2 separate regions of the Hordeum vulgare genome follow, and region 1 is linked to region 2. The links are chromatin contacts, called in public Hi-C maps. All regions are on one chromosome and are shown on one strand. Each heading gives the region's core, a stretch centred on a gene start, on an enhancer-like site or on the middle of the called end of the contact. The rest is flanking DNA. Distances are from core to core; before and after follow the strand shown.

The links. A called contact is a pair of places that touch in the nucleus more often than the background predicts.
Region 1: a Hi-C map of seedling shows a contact between it and region 2, with 4 times the contacts expected there. The contact joins the promoter of LOC123401262 here to the promoter of LOC123401291 in region 2. A contact is called at or near these places in 3 of 6 Hi-C or Micro-C datasets (leaf and seedling) and 1 of 1 datasets of contacts at active chromatin or transcription factors (embryo).

The regions. Positions count from the first base shown.
Region 1 is chr6H:101,317,260-101,321,486 of MorexV3_pseudomolecules_assembly, forward strand. It overlaps LOC123401262 (zinc finger CCCH domain-containing protein 45-like), which reads left to right and starts at 2,361. Exons shown (of 5, transcript XM_045095020.1): 1 at 2,361-3,366; 2 at 4,106-4,192. The coding sequence starts at 2,606.
Region 2 is chr6H:101,181,034-101,185,149 of MorexV3_pseudomolecules_assembly, forward strand. LOC123401291 (auxin response factor 6-like) reads left to right here and starts at 2,405. Exons shown (of 14, transcript XM_045095065.1): 1 at 2,405-2,981; 2 at 3,388-3,506; 3 at 3,711-3,809; 4 at 3,905-3,961; 5 at 4,048-4,116. The coding sequence starts at 2,921.

The DNA of each region.
Region 1 (4,227 bases), core at 1,111-3,610, 140 kb after region 2:
GGTTATATGCTTAAAGCCGATGACAACTTCCACCTCCCCATATGTTGCACCACCCTTCCATCTGCCTCCAAGCTTGACGTTGACCATCGACTCTACTGCTCAGCCCTTCCGCTAGGCCTCTACTCTACTGCACCTTTGCAACAGCCCCACTCCTACCTACCGTGTCTAATCCCCTTTTGAATTGGATTTGGAAAAGCCGATGCACTCTGTAAAATCAAGGTTTTGCTTGGACATTGATTATGGGTAGGCATACAGCTAATGATATGCTTGAGAGGAGACACTTGAATGCGATCTATGATAATTCATGTGTTCTCTGTCCTATTGACTCTAGGAAGTATATAAATTACTTATGCTTCCAATGTAATTTCAGTGCTAGAGTTCGGAACTATCGCTAGCTATATCAATTGGCCGTTGGGGGATGATATGAGCACATGTTGTCTAAGCAATGAAAGACTTTAACAAGTATTTTTTTCAAAGTAGTGTTTACGACATGTTGGAATATTCGGGTAAAGAGGAATCTTACAATCTTCATGCGTGAGAGGCCCACTTTCTCCATGTGTCGGAGTGGTTTTATACATGACATTGCTTCATTGGCTTATATTATTAAGCCTAGGTTTAGATATGATATGATCAAATGGGTTTCTTACGTCCCACCTTAGAATGTATGTTGTATTAGGGTCATTCTTTACATATTTCTGAGCATCATACTCCTTGTATACACTGTACATATGATTCATTTCAATAAAGTTACAGACCTTTGGAGGTTTTGCCCTACAATGAATAGTAAGAAAACACTCCTTGCGGAGTTGGAAGAAACTCCGGGAGACCAACTTTATGAACCGCCAAAGTAAGTGAATTCACTTATTTCCCCATATATATACCCCTCATATGGAACATTATTGCATTGAAGTTGCCACTCAACCCTCGAGTGAAAAAAATATCAGGTCCAACCTCTCTTGCGCGAGTAGGAAGCCACAAGCACACATCACACATGTGTGTCCCCAACGAGCTTGCTTGGATTTCCTCCTCGATTCCACCCTCCCATGTTGGTGTCCGTCCCACCTGAGTTGATTGCCCATTCGCCCACGAGCACTCGCTAGTTGGCACCTTTCTCCCCATAGCATCCGCACATCCTGTCGTTCACTGCTCGGGCTTGCCTCTCGCCACTACTCATCCTCCACTCAACACTGCACTACCGGTGCTCATTGTCGCCGATCTTGAAGCTCCCCGATCTTTGGGTTATATGCTTAAAGCCGATGACAACTTCCACCTCCCCATATGTTGCACCACCCTTCCATCTGCCTCCAAGCTTGACGTTGACCATCGACTCTACTGCTCAGCCCTTCCGCTAGGCCTCTACTCTACTGCACCTTTGCAACAGCCCCACTCCGATGAGGGCACACCTCTTTTGTATAGTGGATAGTATGATTTTTTATCGGCTAACAACCTATTATGTACATGTCCATGGTTTACGTGGTATGTGATAAATTGATTATATTTTCAAGTATCTCTATGTGCTAATTGAAACATTCATTTTGACACATATGATAGACGGAAAAAGCAAAACCAGGCAAAGTAGTTTGTTATCCTATGACCCATACATTTTTTTTCGGGTATTGCATCAAAGCAGTCAAATGGTAATATTTCGTGCATGCATTCTTTTACACTACTATCATTGTATTTTTTAATTATCACTACAAATTTTTTTATCTTGTTGACTACAAATATCAAACAAAGTCGGGCATCTAGCACCGTATAAGGTCCACAATATCATGTACCTGATTTTCGACTAGTACCTCTGCAAGGGAGAAATAAGACCTTCAGTTGTCACTATTAAATATCATCAAAATATTTTTTTGGTGTTCTCAATGAAATGACGAATCATATTTGGCATAACATGCTACAAAGTCGAGATGCAAAAGATGATAGTTATTACATGCAGGTGTCCCATAACTACATTCATAATAATAAATTATGTCATGGACACTTTAACATGGTTGAGCTCGGCTCCTATGTTCACGAGAAGAGTACGTCTCGTCACAGTGCACTCGTAGATGTTTTAGCACCATTTTACACTGCTGATCGCTCTAGCTCTGAAACAGGCCTGGGCCCAGTGCTAACGTGGCTCCGCCCATGGATGAAACTAATATGGATGCAATACGTGATGCTACTGACCAATGGTTTTTTCCTTGATGATTAGTTTTTACTGTGTCTCCTTTTGTTAGGAGAACCTTGTAATAACTTGAAGATCTTTCTTTTGTTATATCTGTTCTCAAGTGCGTCAATGTCACAATGATTTTAACATTTACGCCAAGCCCATCAAGAAAATTACATATATAGTATTCCACTACTCCTACAAGATGACATTATAACATTTACATCAAAAAAATTACATATATAGTATTTCTGCTACCCGCAAAAAATAAAGAGAATCTATTTCTGCAGGAAAAGAAACTACCCCTCAAACCAGCATGAGCTGGGAGGGAAGTTCAAAAAAGAGAGAAAAAAGCTTGAGCTGGGAGGGAAGTTCAAAAAAGAGAAAAAAAAAGCTTGAGCCGGGAGGTGGGCTCGCACGCGCTGTGAGCCTGTGACGCAGGATCAGCGAATGCACGATCCGAAGGCTCGCTGCGCGGCCGACGCAGCGCTTCAATCAGTCGGCTGGATCTGGGTCGAAACGTTTTCCGAGCGAAAATTTCAGGGCAAGCACAAATTTCTCAGCGCCCAAACCCTAGCTAGCCCCTCCCACCTTCCCTCGATCCAAATGGACGGCGGCGACTGCGGCCTCCGCTTCGACTTCGAGGACTACCTCGACGCCGTCGGCGCTGGATCCGGCTCCGCGTCCTCCGAAGCCCCCATCCTCGCCGTGGGAGGGCCGTCCCGTGGCTGTGGCCTCCAAATGGATGGCGATGAGGACAACCTCCGCTTCGACTTCGAGGACGACCTCGACGCGGCCGGTGCTGGCACCGGACACTCGGTCGGCTACTTCGAAGCCCTCATCCCCGCCGCTGGAGGGCCGTCCCATGGCCCTGGCATCGGAAGCTTCCAAATGGACGGCGACGAGGGCAGCCTCCGCTTCGACTTCGAGGACTACCTCGACGCCGTCGGCGCTGGATCCGGCTCCATGTCCGCGTCCTCCGAAGCCCCCATCCCGGTCACGAAAGGGCTGTCCCATGGCCATCGCCGCGTAATCTTCCAGCAGACCGTGTGCCAGCACTGGCTGCGTGGGCTTTGCAAGAAAGCGGAGCCGTGCTCGTTCCTGCACCAGTTTGACATGGATCACATGCCAGTGTGCCACTTCCACCATGCTTTCCGCTTCTGCTGCGCAGAGGATTGCAACTTGAAGCATGAGATCCAGGTGTGCGAAATGTAAGGAACATCCTCTCTCAATCCCATTTATTTTATTAGTCCTACGAAACCTAGCCTTGGATCATGTACCCAAGATTCATCCTCAATTATAGGGTGGCGCGTGCTTTGCCGCCCCGTCCTTCAGTCATGAGTTAAGCCTTTTTTAACGTGTTTGAGTTAAGCATTTTTTAGTGTGTTTTTATGCAGGCGGGTACGGTTAGTTGCTTTGTTGTGTGTTTCACACCTGAGTTAGACTGGCTTTTAATTACGTTTGTGTTGCTCTTTTTTATTGGCTTCACTCTTATGAGGTGGAGGCGGTATCTTCTCTGGGAGGTTGACTGAGCTGTTGTTGCAGATAACACATAAATAAACATACATATGACATGTTCACCCGGAGTGGACCCAAACGCAGTACACATTAGCGATTCAACCCCTTACAGGTGGCCCACCAGTGACTCCCAACCCCGACGCAACACGAGCCAACATTCCTAGGATGCTTAGAATCTTAAAACTTATGAGCGAAAGTAGTAAGGATATTGATGCATGCCAATTAGACATGTCATTAAGTTTTATTGTGGTCTGCTACATACGACCTGCACCTGCCTATAATTCCGTTGAAGTGAATTCATAATCAAACAGATAAGCTAATCTGGTAGCTTAGGTATTTTATGCAGATCAAGGTCACCGATTCTGTAGAATGACTCTACTCAATCTTTGACCCTTTGGATTGTCAAGTTCATGTCATGTTTTTAGTTTGCAGCATTCATTCTTCTATAGTGCTTCTGATTGCGGGTTTGCTTCATGATATATTGGTCCATAATCATATCTGCTCCAAAGTTTGTGCCAGGTAATTCAAGACTTTTAGTTAATTTACTTTCTTTA
Region 2 (4,116 bases), core at 1,155-3,654:
ATCCGACACTCAGGGGTCAGATGTATCATGTAGATATAATAATACGGTAGCCATGGCCCGGTGATATATATAAGTGTTAGCGTTGAATCTCATTGAAAGCCCTGGTCTCCGCTCGAGCTTATATGATTTCGACATGAATGGTAAAGGCTGGAAAATAATTAGAAACAAATTTGATATTTTTTTGAATTTTTTTGTGGTAATATTGATTTTTTTATTGCTTGCAAAGTTTCATCATGGAATGATATTTTTTGGAAGGCGTGAAAAAAACGATGCTTTAAAAATGCTATTTTCAAAAGCATTTTAGAATGTTGATTATTTTTTGCCATGACTTCCATGAATGTCATTCCAAGATAAAACTTTGCAATGACTTAAAATATTTTTCAATTTTTGCCACAAAATAGAAAAATCATATACTTTGCATCCGTGTTGTTTGTCCTGATGTGATAGAAGTATGCTTCAAATTTCTAACACATCTAGGTTCTTTTTGATTTGCCAAAATAGTAAAAAGAACATGATTGGAACGTCATGCCATTTGAATCCTATCAAATTTGATTTTGTTTGATTGCATCAGAAAATAAAATATTTTTTCAAGATCATTGAGTGGATGTAGTGATCTTAATGGTCTTATATTCCTTCATAGAGGGAGTACAAATGATTTCTTAGAAAAAAAACCCAACAGGATTCAATCCTCTAAAATCCTATGAAAATCAATTGAACGATATGGACCTTACACATTTATACGGATTAAACAAGTTTCCTTGGAAAAGTTTGCGCTCCACACGAGGGCCTCGAAGAGCCGGGGCCAGCAGAGGTCCAGCACCCCAGCAGTACACTGTTGAGTGAATTTAAACTAAGTCCAGTCTAGATGCATGTGCTCGAAGCAATAAACATATCAAGTCGTACACGTACGCTGGTTTGACCACGCTAATGGAGTACTACTACTACTAAAAGAGACGAGAAGAACACAATACGTTAATGATGGCGAGTAAACATTGGTCAAAAAGGCATTATCACGGGGGATCTACACGGGACGGGAAAAAAAAAAGCCCACTAGCTGACCACGACTGAAAAATACATGTACGTATACGAGAAGAAGAAGTTGACGCCTTTTCTTGTCTCTCGAACACGTTTCGATATTCCGTCATCTGGCGATTATCTTTATCAAGAGATCCAGCGGCAAAAACGTTTTTTGTCAATCGTGAAGCAGCCGTAGAATAGAAAGCATGTAGACGTTTGTTCGTCGACGGCGCCACTTAATTTGATTTGTTCTGGATTCGCCAAATTTGGCTGGTATTTGTGAAAGTTCAAAGTGTAATGCGCCTGCTGTTCCTCGCGGAAAAAAATGTATGTTGTACATAAACTAAACTCAGCTAATGGAGTAATTCAGATGCAAAGGCCATGTTCATTCTCTTTTTCTAAAAAAAATAAAGCAATGATAAACAAACATGCATTTTAATATACATCTGATTAAAGAACCGAAGTCTTCAAGTACATCGGGTCCAAATCGAAAGACATTAATTAATCGCTGCAACATGGCATTTTTTCTATTGATTTTTTATGCTACTTCTACATGACAATTTTGAATTTTCATTGTGGATATGGTGTATATTTTCTTTTAACAATACAGACGTAAGCATTTATATATACGCGCATACACTTATCTCTATGAACATACACACATCCCTATAAATCATATACACGTGCATACATTCATTTCTATGAACACACACACCCTATAAACGCAAACACGTACATACTATCTCTATGAACACCCCGAAAGATTGAGCCGGCATGTCATATTAAGGTTTACAAAGTTATTGTAGACGCCTCGTATCCTTTCACTCAAAGCGTATCACATTCATTCTTATGAACGCGCACACACACACATCGTACCACTATGTGCACCTTCAAAAACTACTTTCACTTAAAGCGATCGACGAGACTTAAACTCTGATGGATTGAAGATAGCATGAATTCTAATGGGCTGAAGATACCAAGGTTCTCTAATCATCTAACCACATGTTGGTTTGATGATAGACGTGTACATACTTTGTAAATTACACGAGGCGAACCTTTTCCAGCCGTGTACATACTTACATGAATACTTGCATGAATTACACGGGGTGCGGTGGAGAACAAATGTAGAAAAAAAAACTTACCGGAAGCATGCACGTTGCACGGAGAAAAGGTTGGTTTTTAAAGTGCATGACAGAGAAGAGAGAGGGAGAGAGAGCACCGCTCGTGGGGTTAAAACCCCAAGAACTGCATTGGAGCAGCAGCACAAGGCGCAGAAGCTGCAGCAAGAAGAAGAACCAAGTAGCACCGAGAAGAAGAAGTGCACTGTGCCACCTTCCCTCCCCCCCCCCCCCCCCCCCCCCCCTCTCTCTTCTAAGTAGCAACACGAGCAGGCAGGAAGCTACAGGCAAGAAGCAGCAGCAGCTTGATCGACACCGGCGGCGGCGGGCGGATCTGCCGTGGAGCCACGGCCGGGTCCTCCGGAGCCGGGAGCTGCCGTTTCGGAGCCCGTGGCGGCGAGATCTGACGAGCCGCCGCCTTCTCGCAATCGAGAGGCGCGGTTCTTGCCTAGCTCCCGCGGCCGCAAAGGCGGCGCATTCCCGCCGCCGCCGCCGCCAGTCCCCTGACGCTTCCCGGAGGCGGGGCTGGGGCTCCTGGATCGAGAGGCTCGAAAACTCGGAGTTCTTGGATCGAAAAGGACCGCGCCTTCGGGCCGGGTGCGGCGGAGGCAGGAGGTTTGGCTTGGCCGGTTCGGGGAAGGAGACAGCGATGGTGATGCTGTTTGGAAGCGCTCGTGATTTGGTGTAGAAACAGGAAACGAAGCCTTCTTTCGTTTTCTCCGCTCCCTCGCCTCCCCGTCTCGTGGGCTCCCCGTGTTGCCTTCAAGCACGCTCGCTCGTCAAGTATGAATCTCTCGCCGTCGGCCGGCGGCGGTTGCCTGCCGGATCAGCCGGCGTCGCCGGAAGGTATTATTGTCTTGGCATTTCAGTTGGCAGTTTTCACTTCGCTTGCTTTAAATCTGTGTGTGTAATCATGTGAGCCCCATCAACCTACTATCAATTTATTCTTCCTTGGGTGATTTCTTTACTACGCTTCTTGACAACATACAACTGTTATGTTAATGCAACACTAATACACTTGATGACAGAGTTTCTGGTTCTTTACAAGTCTGCCCATTTAAATTTTATAAATATACATATATATATATATATATATTTTCTAGTATTTAATAGTGCAGATTTTCTAGCCAAATATATTTTTCCCCAGTGGAAGGTGTTAAAGTAGGATGCAGGTTCTGAACTTGGATGCAGGATTGTTAACTGAACTTCATATATCTTCTGTACCTTATGCTCAAACTATTTCCCTTTTCAGTATCAGAAGAGCACAAGTGCCTAAACTCAGAGTTGTGGCACGCCTGTGCCGGCCCCCTCGTTTCTCTGCCTGCGGTCGGCAGTCGGGTGTTGTATTTTCCTCAAGGTCACAGTGAGCAGGTTACCATTCTTCCTCCCAGTACAACGATGTAGATCGGAGATGTTGTAGAGTATCTCCGAGTACCAGTAATGGTTGCAGAATTGTTTTCATTTTCGCAAGGTCCCTTTTGAGTTCCATGTCTCGCAGCAGTTCTTAGATGGTTCTGCCAGAACTGAAGATTTTTAAGACACTAATGGACTCACATGGTTGAGTTTCTACCATAGGTATCGGTATCAACAAACAAGGAAATGGAGTCGCAGATCCCCAACTATCCGAACCTGCCTGCGCAGCTTATATGCCAACTGCATAATGTGACCATGCACGTAAGATCGGATCGATATAATGAATCTGTTTCAAGACCCAAGTAGTACTGACATTAGCATTGTCTCATAAGCATTGCTGTATTTTTTTCCTTCAGGCTGATGCAGAGACAGATGAGGTCTATGCACAGATGACGTTACAGCCACTCAGCCCAGTAATACAGGATTTCCAACCTAGTGCCATCTATGCATGTACTTCTGTTTGTAGCAAACTTATATTTTATCTTGATTTTGTTTCCAGCAAGAACTCAAGGACCCATTTCTACCTGCTGAATTGGGCAATGCTAGCAAACAACCAACGAATTATTTT